Linked DNA regions of Sus scrofa: all the other regions are linked to region 3. The links are chromatin contacts, called in public HiChIP or PLAC-seq maps. All regions are on one chromosome and are shown on one strand. Each heading gives the region's core, a stretch centred on a gene start, on an enhancer-like site or on the middle of the called end of the contact. The rest is flanking DNA. Distances are from core to core; before and after follow the strand shown. Region 1 has its middle 30 kb from the start of SLC27A3. Region 2 holds the start of INTS3 (integrator complex subunit 3). Region 3 holds the start of CRTC2 (CREB-regulated transcription coactivator 2).

Region 1 (3,559 bases), core at 366-2,865, 140 kb after region 3:
GGGGGGATGGGGTGCCCCGGGACTCTCTCCAGCCAGCCCTGGGGGCTCACCCTGCACAAGCAGGACACCCTGAGCTGTGTGTCAGACCCGGGTGCCTGGCCAATTGGCTGCACAGACGTAGGTGCCCCAGTGCTAAACCGACACATCAGAGATCATGGGGTTCCCAGTGCCCAGGACTTGGATGCCTTCTGATGGGGCAGCTGTCTGTGGGGAGGCCAGGGGTCAGAGCTGGGGAAAGGCAAAGGGCTGGGGGCTCTGGGAAGCAGGGCAGGGTGGCTGCGCACCCAGGCAGCGCCAGCAGACTAATGGCCATGGGTGGCCTGTGGTGATGCACTCCAGCACTGCTGTTCAGTATACCTTGAGAGTCAGGTTCTGAGGCCCAGACAGGATCTCGAGTTCCTGCAGCAGCTGTGGGGATCCCACTGCGGGGTAAAAACAGCAAGTTGAGGAATCAGGAAACAGAACTCTTCCCACTGCACCCAGGCAGGGCCAACATTTTTTTAATTTTTTAAAAATAAAATGAAAGTTTCTCAAGGACTGGTATAAAGTCTTCCACATCTTTAAGGCTCCCTCAAGGCCTAGAATACTATTTCACTCATTCATCCTGCCATCATATATTGAGGGCCTACTTTGGGCCAGGCACTCCTCAGTTTGTCTCCCATAAGCTCTAGTTCAGGCTATGGACTACCTTGGCCAAAAGGGTTGTATTCCCCCTGGTCAGACTGTTCAGTGAGCTGGTCCATATAATAACCCTTCACCTTTCCCTGGCTAAACCCTTCCACAGGCATTATACTCTGAGTGCCACATGCATCATCCCCCTGAAAAGCCTGTGAGGCCAGAGCTTTTATTTCTCCAAATTTACAGATGAGAAAGCCAAGTGCCATGGAGCTTAAGTAACTTATTCAACATCAGAGGGACTAGCAGAGGTGGGACTCAAATCTGGCACTAGACAGCTGACCGCATACCCCTCCTGCCACTGTGCACTCAGAAGTCTGGGAAATTCCGTATCCTTGCTTCCTACCCAGGGTAAGGCCTGCCCCAGAGAAGTTGCTTTAGGAATGAATGGTCGGGGGCCTCAATCTCCAGCTCCTGTCCCGGCGGAAGAGTCTATGCTGACCCTGGCCCCTTTCCGACATTTAGGCAGCCCACGAACCCTCAGTTACTGGTTGATCCTCTGCTCCCAACAGGTACCTGCCTCTTCTCATTTGCCTGAAGCTCTCTGGCCATTTATTTCCCTGCTTCCACAGGCAGCAGGATGGAGGACCTGTGCCTGCCCGATAACTTGGCACTTGGCCAGGAGCCCTGATCATCATGGAAGCCTAGCATCCTGCCCTGCCCTCCTGCTCCAGATGGTTGATGGGAACAGGAAGTAGAAGGCCAGAGGAACCCCACCCAGGCTAGGCTTTTCTCGCTACTCTCAAGGAGGGGGCCCTGATTCCCCACCCTGCTTTCGGTTTTGAGGTAGTCCAGATCAGAGACACAATAGATGCCCCCTTTCCATCTTCAGTTTAACAAGCAGCCTTTGGTGAAATTCTGTCAGAGGTTTTCAAAGTCCACGTGGAGGCACCTCAATGCTTGCCCAAGATTCACTAGTTAGCTATACCGTGGGGCCCCCTAGTGGATGATTCAGGCATGCCTTCCTCTCACATCCCCATTGGCATCTGGGCTTCAGACTCTGGCATCAGTCTTACCTCAGTTTCCTGCTAGGTGCCAATTCTTCTTAGGCTCCTCTGTGACCCTTACCTTAGGCCCCAAATTCTCCCGCCCCACTTGGTCTGCATTTGGGGTCATTTTTGATGTCTCACCTCAGGTACAAAGCTATTTTCATCCTTATCCTCAGGAGGAAACGTGCAAACGTACACACATGAACATGCAAGCAACACCCCAGCATCCACTCCCAGCTAAGACACAGAAGCCCACCACTCTACACCCATCAAGGGCCCCCACTGCTCTCTGGATCAAGTCCAAATTCCTTTTCATGAAGGGCCTCACCTACCTTACCCACACCATTTCTTTGTTACCCTGAATTCTGCCCATTCTATGGAACTGCAGCATGGAACTGCCTGCATGAACCGTGCTTTTCTCATCCTTGAACTTTTGCACAAGGCAGTGCCAGGGATGCCACCCTCCCCACCTCTCTGACCTTGACCTACCTCCCTGCTCACCCTTCAACACCCAGCTTGGTATAGCTTTCTCCCAAGGCCCCTGACCACAGCCCAAGGCTGGGTTAGAGGCGTCTGCCCTGGGTTCCCACCCCACTTCCCTCTCTATTCAGTTGCAAGCTCTGGGAAGCTATCGATGCACCCAGCCTGTTCTATCTGCTTACTGCTGTATTCCCACACCCAGCACAGTCCTCATGTACGGCCAGCGTGCAAAAGTATCTGTACCATATACAACCACATCAGCCACATCCACTCCCAGTGGCACCAGCTCTCACACCCTCCTCTCTGCCCAGTGCCCATTCTGATTCCCTAGCCCTTGCTTACCCTTCAAGGTCAGCTGAGCATCCTGGCTGTGGCAGGCATTGGCCACATTTCGTGCCATACAGCAGTAAATGCCCATGTCAGCCTGGCCCACACTGGTGATGTGGAGGATGCCACCAGGCGGCAGCAGCATCACCCTGAGGATGCAGAAGTCAGGGGTCTGTGGTTGTGTGGTGGCCCACAGCCTGCCACCCCGCCACACTCCTGGCTGGTGCTCACCGGTGATGGGCAGTACTCAAAGTGGTGCCATTGTGCTCCCAGGAAATGGCAGACTCCGGCACCCCCGGATCAGGCACTGGAAGCAGGTGGCCCCACCCCCTCCACCTCGACTGACTCTGGATGTTGGTGGAAGCGTGACAGACCTAGGGCACAGGAATAACCTAAGCACCTAGAGAGCCGCCCCAGGCTCTGCCACCAACAATTCTGTCCCAGAGCCCCAGCTCCCGCTCTGTGCCCATGGCTGCCACTTCCTACTGACCACTTGCTTGCACCCTTGCAGTCTCACATCTGTGGTTTTTGTTTTGGGGTTTGTTTTTTTGTGGGTTTTTTGGTATGTATGTGTGTGGGGTTTTTTTAGGGCCCCACCTGCGGCATATGGAGGTTCCCAGGCTAGGGGTCGAATTGGAGCTGCAGCTGACAGCCTCACCACAGCCACAGCCACGTGGGATTTAATCTGCGTCTGCAACCTACACCACAGCTCACAGCAACACCAGATCCTTAACTCATTGAGTGAGGCTAGGGATCAAACCAACTTGATCTAGTTGGGTTTGTTACCACTAAGCCACGATGGGAACTCCTGTGGGTTTTTTTAAATGTCTGATTTTTGTGGGCCATAAGCATTTCGCCTTTCTCCACAAGAAACATTTTTTTTTTTTTGTCTTTTTGCTATTTCTTGGGCCACTCCCACGGCATATGGAGGTTCCCAGGCTAGGGGTCGAATCGGAGCTGTAGCCACCGGCCTACGCCAGAGCCACAGCAACGCGGGATCCGAGCCGTGTCTGCAACCTACACCACAGCTCACGGCAACGCCGGATCGTTAACCCACGGAGCAAGGGCAGGGACCAAATCCGCAACCT
Region 2 (3,801 bases), core at 348-2,847, 210 kb after region 3:
GAAGCAGGGAAATGGCCAGTGAAGAGCCAGAGCCTATTACCTGACTCATCCTGTCCCTGGATAGCCACTGGGTTGAATGTATTAGGTCTTACAAACAGTTCAGCAATCATGTCCCACTTCTGGGTCTCTTCATGCAGAGCAATGGAAAGGGATAAGTGATCAACTCTGGGTTGTCAGACAGGGCAAGGGCCAGTGGGGGAGGGGAGGGTCAATTATTCAGTAGTCTAAAATCCTGATTCAAACCCACTCCGTCGCCTCACCCTATCCCCTTTTTCAGCAGCTATGTGTTCTCTCCTTCATGGATGTATGACCTGGTTTTGAAAGAGAGTCCCCTACGTCCTATGCCCTGCTCGCCCCACTGCTGTAGTAACTAAACACAACGCACTCTTCCTAAGTCTTCACTCATTCTAAACTCCAGTGAACATCACTGGCAATTGTGCCTACATGAAGTCAATACTATCTCACAGAAGGGTTCAATGTCTGTCTGCAAGCTTCTGTCTGCCACCACCCTCCCCCAGACCCCTATACAGACATACATTACTTCTCAACTCAATATATGACCTAAGACTGAAACAGGGTAAATATTCAGAATAGCTGTGGCCTGTATGCGGAAAAGGCTATCAAAAATAAATTCGGTAGATCTGGATGCTGCATCCCTTCCTCATCAACACCCCCCCACCCCATTTTCACACCACTGGCTGCTGTTGCTATGACAACCTGCCCAGGAAGTTGGCCCACACTTCTTCCTTCAGGACCAGGAAGTCTGGAGCAGTGTTTGTGTGGCCTTAGAAAAAACTTGAAGGCCTCCTCCCCCACCCCCACCCTATATCCGCTCCAGTATCCCTCCTCAACCCCATTTCTTAACTCCCTTCCCCACCCCCCACACCTACCTCCTCTAACTCATCCTTGGCATCCAAACTGGTAGAAAGTAGCAGCCTCCCCCCTCCTGGGGCTCCTGCTCCCGCTCCTCCTCCACCTCCCGCTGCTCCCGAAGCAGCTGCTGCTGCTGCCCCCTTTCCCTTCTGTAACTCCATGGCTGCAGCCAGGAGACGGGAAAAGGCCAGGGAGTGGATGGATGGGAAGTCCTAGAAATGAGGAATTTAGGATTGCCAGGGACAGGAGGGACAAGAGGGACAAGTGGGGGACGGGAAGGACAGGGTCCCTGGCCTCTCTACTCCTCCCTCCTCTCCGAAAGGCCGCTCCCGTGCAGGAGGCGAAGGAGGACGGGCCTCTGGGTGCTGCCTCTGGAGTGGCAGTGCTGAGGAAACGCCGTTAGCTCCTAAGTATGCTGGGGTAAGGGTCTGCACCCCTACGGAAGGGTGGGAGAGGCTTCTGTCCCTGAAGAAGTGCAAGGGGAGCCCTCTCTGGCTTCTGACCCTAAGAGAAGCAAGGAAAATCCTAAGTTTCTGCCTCAGGAGGTGGGGGAAAGAGGAGTCCTGCGCCTGAAGCAGGGAATAGGAAACCTTCCTGGCTGGTGCCCCAAGGATTGGGGAGCGAGGTTCCTTTGGATCCGGCCCCCAGGGGGTGAGGGTGAAGCAGTAAGCGCTATGGGAGGACACGGAGGACAAGCTTCTCCCTACACCACACAGAGGCGGCCATGGTGGAAGGGCGGGGGGGTGGGAAGGCTGAGGGCGACGGCGGGGGAGGGGAAGGAATCGTGGAGGCCCGCGCCGGAAGTGAGCAGACGCGGTCCCTGGCCTCCGCCAATAGCGGCTTCCGCGGTGGCGCTGACACTCGAAGGAATAGGCCGACGTCGGCCCCAGAGCCTTCTCCCCGGCTGCCAATGGTATTGAGCAAAAGAGAGACTGAGTTGATGGACAACCAGACTACCCAATAGCATTCCTTCTTTGCTCTCAGAGGGCGGGACAGAACGACTTCCCGGAGGTGGGGTGTGAGTGCGAGATGATCAGGAAGGAGAGAGGCTGCGCCTGCGTATATTGACGCGCACGCGCGGCGCCCGTCTTCGCTCTCCCTCATTCTGAAGTTGGGGTGGGTGCGGAAACCGGGGCACTAGTCCTGGGTGGCTTTGGGAAGCCCGAAACCTAGCTACGAATTGACAGTGCGGGGCCGGGGAGCGGAGCCTTGACCCTTAAGCGGTCCCAGAGCAAATGTCATCGGATAGTATGGCGCCAGCTCCTGGAGCTAAGAGTGCATCACGCAAGCAAGTGTAGGCGCTCACGCAAGTGCAGTTTTTCGCCAGAGGTTGCAAAAAAAAAAAAAAAGTGCATAGACCCACTTTGCCCACCAAATCATTAGAATCGTGCACTGATTCATTATTGGCTTCTGGAAGCTCTGTATTGTCCTGTTTTATCTGCGTTAGTGTCAGCATTTGCCCCCAGCAACCCGGCTGCAGAAGCTTGTTTCTGACATTCATTCGTCTCCCTCCCATATTCAACCACTTTTTTCTTAAAAAAGCCTCTGTGAGTTCCTTTGTGACCCAGCGAGTTAAGGGTCCAGCATTGTCAATGCAGCAGATCAGGGGTCCCTACTGTGGGTCGGGTTCAATCCCTGGCCTGGGAACTGCCACATGCCTCAGGCGTGGCACCAAAAAAAAAAAAAAAAAGGCTCTGGAATTTGTTCTTCTCTAGCCTATGTACATGTGTATATATGATACATCCCTAGGGATTTAATGGATTCCAGTCCATTCAACATCCTGCTACTTCTCTAATTATACTAAACAACCCTCTCAGATACCTTCTAAATTTCCCAAATTCTCAGTAAACTTACCCGATTCACCCCTACCTAATCAGCATAAGTCTCCCAAGACATTTTTTTAAATTCCTATGATTAGGAGTTCTCTTGTGGTGAGGCAGGTTAAGGATCCCTCGTTTTCACTGCAGCAAATCAGCTGCTGCCTGGGAACTTCCAAGAGCCACTGGGTGTGGTTTATAAATAAATAAATTCAATTCCTATAATTTAAAAAAACGTGTAATTAAAACTCACTACAAAAATTTAAACATTAGGAGTTCCGGTCGTGGCGCAGTGGTTAACGAATCCGACTAGGAACCATGAGGTTGAGGGTTCGGTCCCTGCCCTTGCTCAGTGGGTTAACGAACCGAAGTTGCCGTGAGCTGTGGTGTAGGTTGCAGACGCGGCTCGGATCCAGCGTTGCTGTGGCTCTGGCATAGGCCGGCGGCTATGGCTCCGATTAGACCCCTAGCCCGAGAATCTCCATATGCCACGGGAGCGGCCCAAGAAATACCACAAAGACAAAAGATAAATAAATAAATAAAATTTTAAAAAAATAAAAGTTTAAAAAAAATTCAAACATTAAAGAAGTGAATCTTCTTTTTCCCCTTTGACCCCATCCAATCTCATTTCTCTTGTCATCAGTGCCACTAATTTGTGTAGATCTTTCTCTACTTTTTCAAACATACATAAACACATATCCACAGTTTATGTCTTGGGTTGTTTTTATTTGTTTTTTAACAAAAATGAAATTATGTTGTACAATTTCTTGCCTCTTGCAGTGACCCAAGCCACTGCAGTGACAATGCCGGTAACAACCCACTGCTCCAAAAGAATTAAAAGATTTCTTAAATAGGAGTTCCCATGGTGGTGCAGTGGAAACGAATCTGACTAGGAACCATGAGGTTGTGTGCTCAATCCCTGGCCTCGCTCAGTGGGTTAAGGATTCAGCGTTGCCATGAACTGTCGTGTGGGTCACAGACGCAGCTCGGATCTGGCGTTGCTGTGGCTGTGGTGTAGACCGGCATCTACTGAATAGCCGAGCCCGGGAACCTCCGTATGCCGTGAGTGCGGCCCTAAATGGACAAAAGACAAAAGACAAAAATAATAATA
Region 3 (3,776 bases), core at 1,151-3,650:
CTCTGGGTCGAATCGGAGCTGTAGCCACCGGCCTACACCAGATCCACAGCAACGCCAGATCTGAGCCGCGTCTGTGACCTGCACCACACACAGCTCACGGCAATGCCGGATCCTCAACCCACTGAGCAAGGCCAGAGATCGAACCTGCATCCTCATGGTTCCTAGTCGGATTCGTTAACCACTGAACCACGATGGGAACTCCCTGAGTGTTAATAATATCAAAGTTGAGAAACTGTGGTCTATGTGTAAGAGAGTGGCTCTGTCTGTGTGGGACTCCAGGTCTGTGTAACTGGGAGTCCATTAGAATCTGCGTCTGATTCTTCCTCCCCATTCTTGGCCTGTCTTCTGAACTCCATGCTGCCCCCCTCTGCCCACAGCTCCAGTTCCCTCTACAAGAGTTTATCCTGGCCATGGGTTTCTTCCTGGTCCTGGTGATGGAGCAGATCACTCTGGCTTACAAGGAGCAGTCGGGGCCACCACCTCGAGAGGAGATGAGGGCTCTGCTGGGAACAACGAATGGTGGGCCGCAGCACTGGCATGATGGATCAGGGGTCCCACAGGCAGGTGGAGCCCTGGCAGCCCCCTCAGCCCTGCGGGCCTGTGTACTGGTCTTCTCCCTGGCCCTGCATTCCGTGTTCGAGGGGCTGGCGGTGGGGCTGCAGCGAGACCGGGCTCGGGCCATGGAGTTGTGCCTGGCTTTGCTTCTCCACAAGGGTATCCTGGCAGTCAGCTTGTCCCTGAGGCTGCTGCAGAGCCACCTGCGAGCACAAGTGGTGGCTGGCTGTGGAATCCTCTTCTCATGCATGACACCTCTGGGCATTGGGCTGGGAGCAGCTCTGGCAGAGTCAGCAGGGCCTCTGCACCAGCTGGCCCAGTCTGTGCTGGAGGGCATGGCGGCTGGCACCTTTCTCTATATCACCTTCCTGGAAATCCTGCCCCAGGAGCTGGCCACTTCTGAGCAGAGAATCCTCAAGGTCATTCTGCTCCTAGCAGGCTTTGCTCTGCTCACTGGCCTGCTCTTCATCCAAGTCTAGGGGCCTCCAAGAGGGCAGGGGAGGTTAGGTTCACGTGCCCTTAACCTTCCTCTCCTCCCCCAGTGTGTGGGAAATAGGAAGGGAGATATTGAGGACCAAAGAGTCCTCTGGGAGGTAGCGATGGAGCCTTTGGAATTATTCAGTTAATAAGAAGGATGTGGGCAGACAAGAGCTTGGCTCCTAGGCTCAGGGGGACACAAGATGGTCAAGTCACTAGAGACATGATCAAGGGACAATAGTATTAGGGAAGACATTGAGTGCTAGTATCAGGGGTCAGACACTACACAGAGGACAAGCTACCACTGGGGAGGCTGGAGGTGGGCACTCAGCTGCTGTGGGAGAGGGACAGAGAGGGCATAGGCCCAGAGTAGGCAGTCCTGTTGGTTCCAGTCCATTTCAGCCCTCTGTCACTTGGAGTGGACCCTTCCTACTTTTCGTATCTATCTTCCCAGTCCCTTCTCCCAGGAGACTAGTGCCAAATGGCCTCTTTCTGCCAGTTTTGGTACCTTCTCTGGCTTCTCCAGTCCTGCTCCCTCACTCTATTTTTAAAGTGCCAAATAAATCCCCTCCCTCTTTCTCAAAGCACAGTGATGGCACTGAGCCCTGCCCAGCACCTCAGTGGAGGGGGCCTGCTTGCTCTTTGTTTTGGTCCCAGATCCCGGGGTGGGGCAGAAATGTTTGCCAACTTGGGGTGGGGGGAAAGTTTGAAGAGCAACCGCCCCCTACCGCTGCTGCACCCTAGGAATACTGAACAGGAACGTGGTGCCCCATGCCCAGATGATAAACACTGAGCTGCCAAAAAATTTTTTATACCAGAGGATCCCAAGGGGGGAGGGGAAGGCTCACCCCCAGGGTTATTTTTGGGGAGGGAGGGGCTGTGTATAGGCCATATTCTTTAGAATCTATTTTACTAACTGACTTGTTTTGGGATATATTACCCAAATAAAACATGTTTCTATACATGTGTACAGTGTCTGACTTATTTTGGGGGGGAAGGGGTGGGCACGTTGCCAGTCCGAGAGGGCCTGAGTCCCAGATGTTTAGAGCTGTTTTGATACCCCGGGTCTGTTTGCATTCAGCCCTCTCTAGTCCCCTTCCCTGAAGATGACCAAATTTTTCCTCTAGTCTCTTCCTGCTTCCCTCCCTGTCTCCACCCCTTCCCTTTCCTCCCTCTTTCCCTCCTTTTCTCCCTTTTTAATCCCTCGCCCCTTCGCGTTTGTAGGCTCTGGGCCAATTTAGAACTACTTTTCCCAGCTTGCCCTGCGCGGGGAGGAGCCGGGAGGGAGGAGCAAAGTCCCCAGTTCCCGGAGTCGATAGGACTGCTGGGAAACGGTGTCCGTTTCCTCTCCCGTACTGCGTGACAGGGATTTTGAAAGGGTCACGTAAACAAACTACAACTCCCAGCGGTCCCCGCGCGCAACAGGTCAGGGCTAGGCTGGGGCCGGGTTCGCGGTGCTAGCTGAGGCGGCGGCGGCGGCTACGGCTGGAAGAGCCGGGCCGGGGCCCGCGGCGGAGGCCGTGGCTTGTATTGGGAGGGTGGCGGGGAGGGACTGGGGAGGAAGATGGCGACGTCGGGGGCGAACGGGCCCGGCTCGGCCACGGCCTCAGCTTCCAATCCGCGCAAGTTTAGTGAGAAGATCGCGCTGCAGAAGCAGCGTCAGGCCGAGGAGACGGCGGCCTTCGAGGAGGTGATGATGGACATCGGATCCACCCGGGTAAGGGGCCGCTCCGGGGAGCGGGAGCGGAGCAGAGCAGTTACCGAGCTGGGAGCCGAGAGGCGGGGCGGGGGCGGGAGCCTCAGCGAAGGAGGCGGAACGCGGCAGGGGGCCGCGGGCGCCGCTGTCTGGGAGGTGCGGGTGGAGGGCCGAGGGGCAGGAAGACGGATTTTGCCGGAGGAGATGAAAACAGCAGAGAGGTTGGGAGTTTGGGAAAGACTAGTGACTAAGTAAGTGAAGCAGGAGTGGACAGAGAGATGAGGTGGTCCCCGCAGCCCGACAAAGGTAGGAGGTGGGGTCCTTGTGCATCCCTGATTGAGTCCTCTCGGGGACTCTACTGAAGCACCTCCGATGTTGGATTATGGGATGGGTGGATGGCCTTCTTGCCCTAATCTGGCTCCTTTAAATTGGTGACCTCCTCTAATCTGGTCTCTCTGCACTCTTGTGCTACTCTCGGTACTTTGCTATCTCCGGGAAAGGGCCTCTTGAGTGGTTTGAACGGCAGCGCTGGGTACAGTGGGGCAGGAAGTCCCCTCCTGCGTCCCGTCCCTTTGCTTCCTTTTTCAAATACTTCTTGTGGTTTCCTGACGTGAATGAAGGTGAGGTCCATTGCTCACAGACTGGTGCGTGGTATTTTGCCCTGGCCGCCTTGGAGGAGAGATAGGGCTTTGAATCTCAAAAGGGGGTAACCAGTTGGCTATAGGTTATGTGGAACCTGATGGTTTGCTGAACTTTCTAGGGAGATGGCTGTTTTGTGGGTCAGTTTTGAGGTGCCTTGGGGGGGGGTCTTCTATGTGTAGGGAACACTGATTCTTGGGAAGTTGCAGAAAGAAGGCATCCTGGCAGAGTTGCCTCTGAAGCCCCTCTGACCTCGGTTTCTTGCTTCCCAGGGCTGGATGTCAGAGAGAGTGAGGGGTGGGAGTTTGCCCAGCTGGTGTGCAGTCCTAATTTAGAGACACATTATTCTCAAAACAGCAGGTGAGGCTATTGCAGTGCTCCCTCATGGCAGGGAGATAGAAGTTAGGAG

What was found. HiChIP or PLAC-seq counts read pairs in DNA pulled down with a chosen protein or histone mark.
Region 1: a contact with region 3 is called in an H3K27ac HiChIP or PLAC-seq map of alveolar macrophages. The contact joins the enhancer-like site here to the promoter of CRTC2 in region 3. A contact is called at or near these places in 4 of 5 promoter capture datasets (fetal liver, fetal skeletal muscle, liver and 1 more), 11 of 47 Hi-C or Micro-C datasets (alveolar macrophages, embryonic fibroblasts, fetal liver and 6 more) and 2 of 2 datasets of contacts at active chromatin or transcription factors (alveolar macrophages and skeletal muscle).
Region 2: an H3K27ac HiChIP or PLAC-seq map of alveolar macrophages shows a contact between it and region 3. The contact joins the promoter of INTS3 here to the promoter of CRTC2 in region 3. A contact is called at or near these places in 2 of 2 datasets of contacts at active chromatin or transcription factors (alveolar macrophages and skeletal muscle).

The regions. Positions count from the first base shown.
Region 1 is chr4:95,871,971-95,875,529 of Sscrofa11.1, forward strand. No RefSeq gene overlaps it. Among named protein-coding and RNA genes, the nearest start is that of SLC27A3, 30 kb to the right of the region's middle. Within about 2 kb of position 1,616, at least 24 of the 83 cell types and tissues checked have an H3K27ac peak or open chromatin away from gene starts, as enhancers often do. A contact at or near this core is called in alveolar macrophages, retroperitoneal adipose tissue and subcutaneous adipose tissue, where this site is marked.
Region 2 is chr4:95,943,208-95,947,008 of Sscrofa11.1, forward strand. It overlaps INTS3 (integrator complex subunit 3), which reads right to left and starts at 1,598. Exons shown (of 30, transcript NM_001243322.1): 1 at 891-1,598. The coding sequence starts at 1,034.
Region 3 is chr4:95,731,829-95,735,604 of Sscrofa11.1, forward strand. CRTC2 (CREB-regulated transcription coactivator 2) reads left to right here and starts at 2,401. Exons shown (of 13, transcript XM_021089801.1): 1 at 2,401-2,749. SLC39A1 (zinc transporter ZIP1) reads left to right here. Exons shown (of 4, transcript XM_001929505.4): 4 at 378-1,996. The coding sequence ends at 1,034.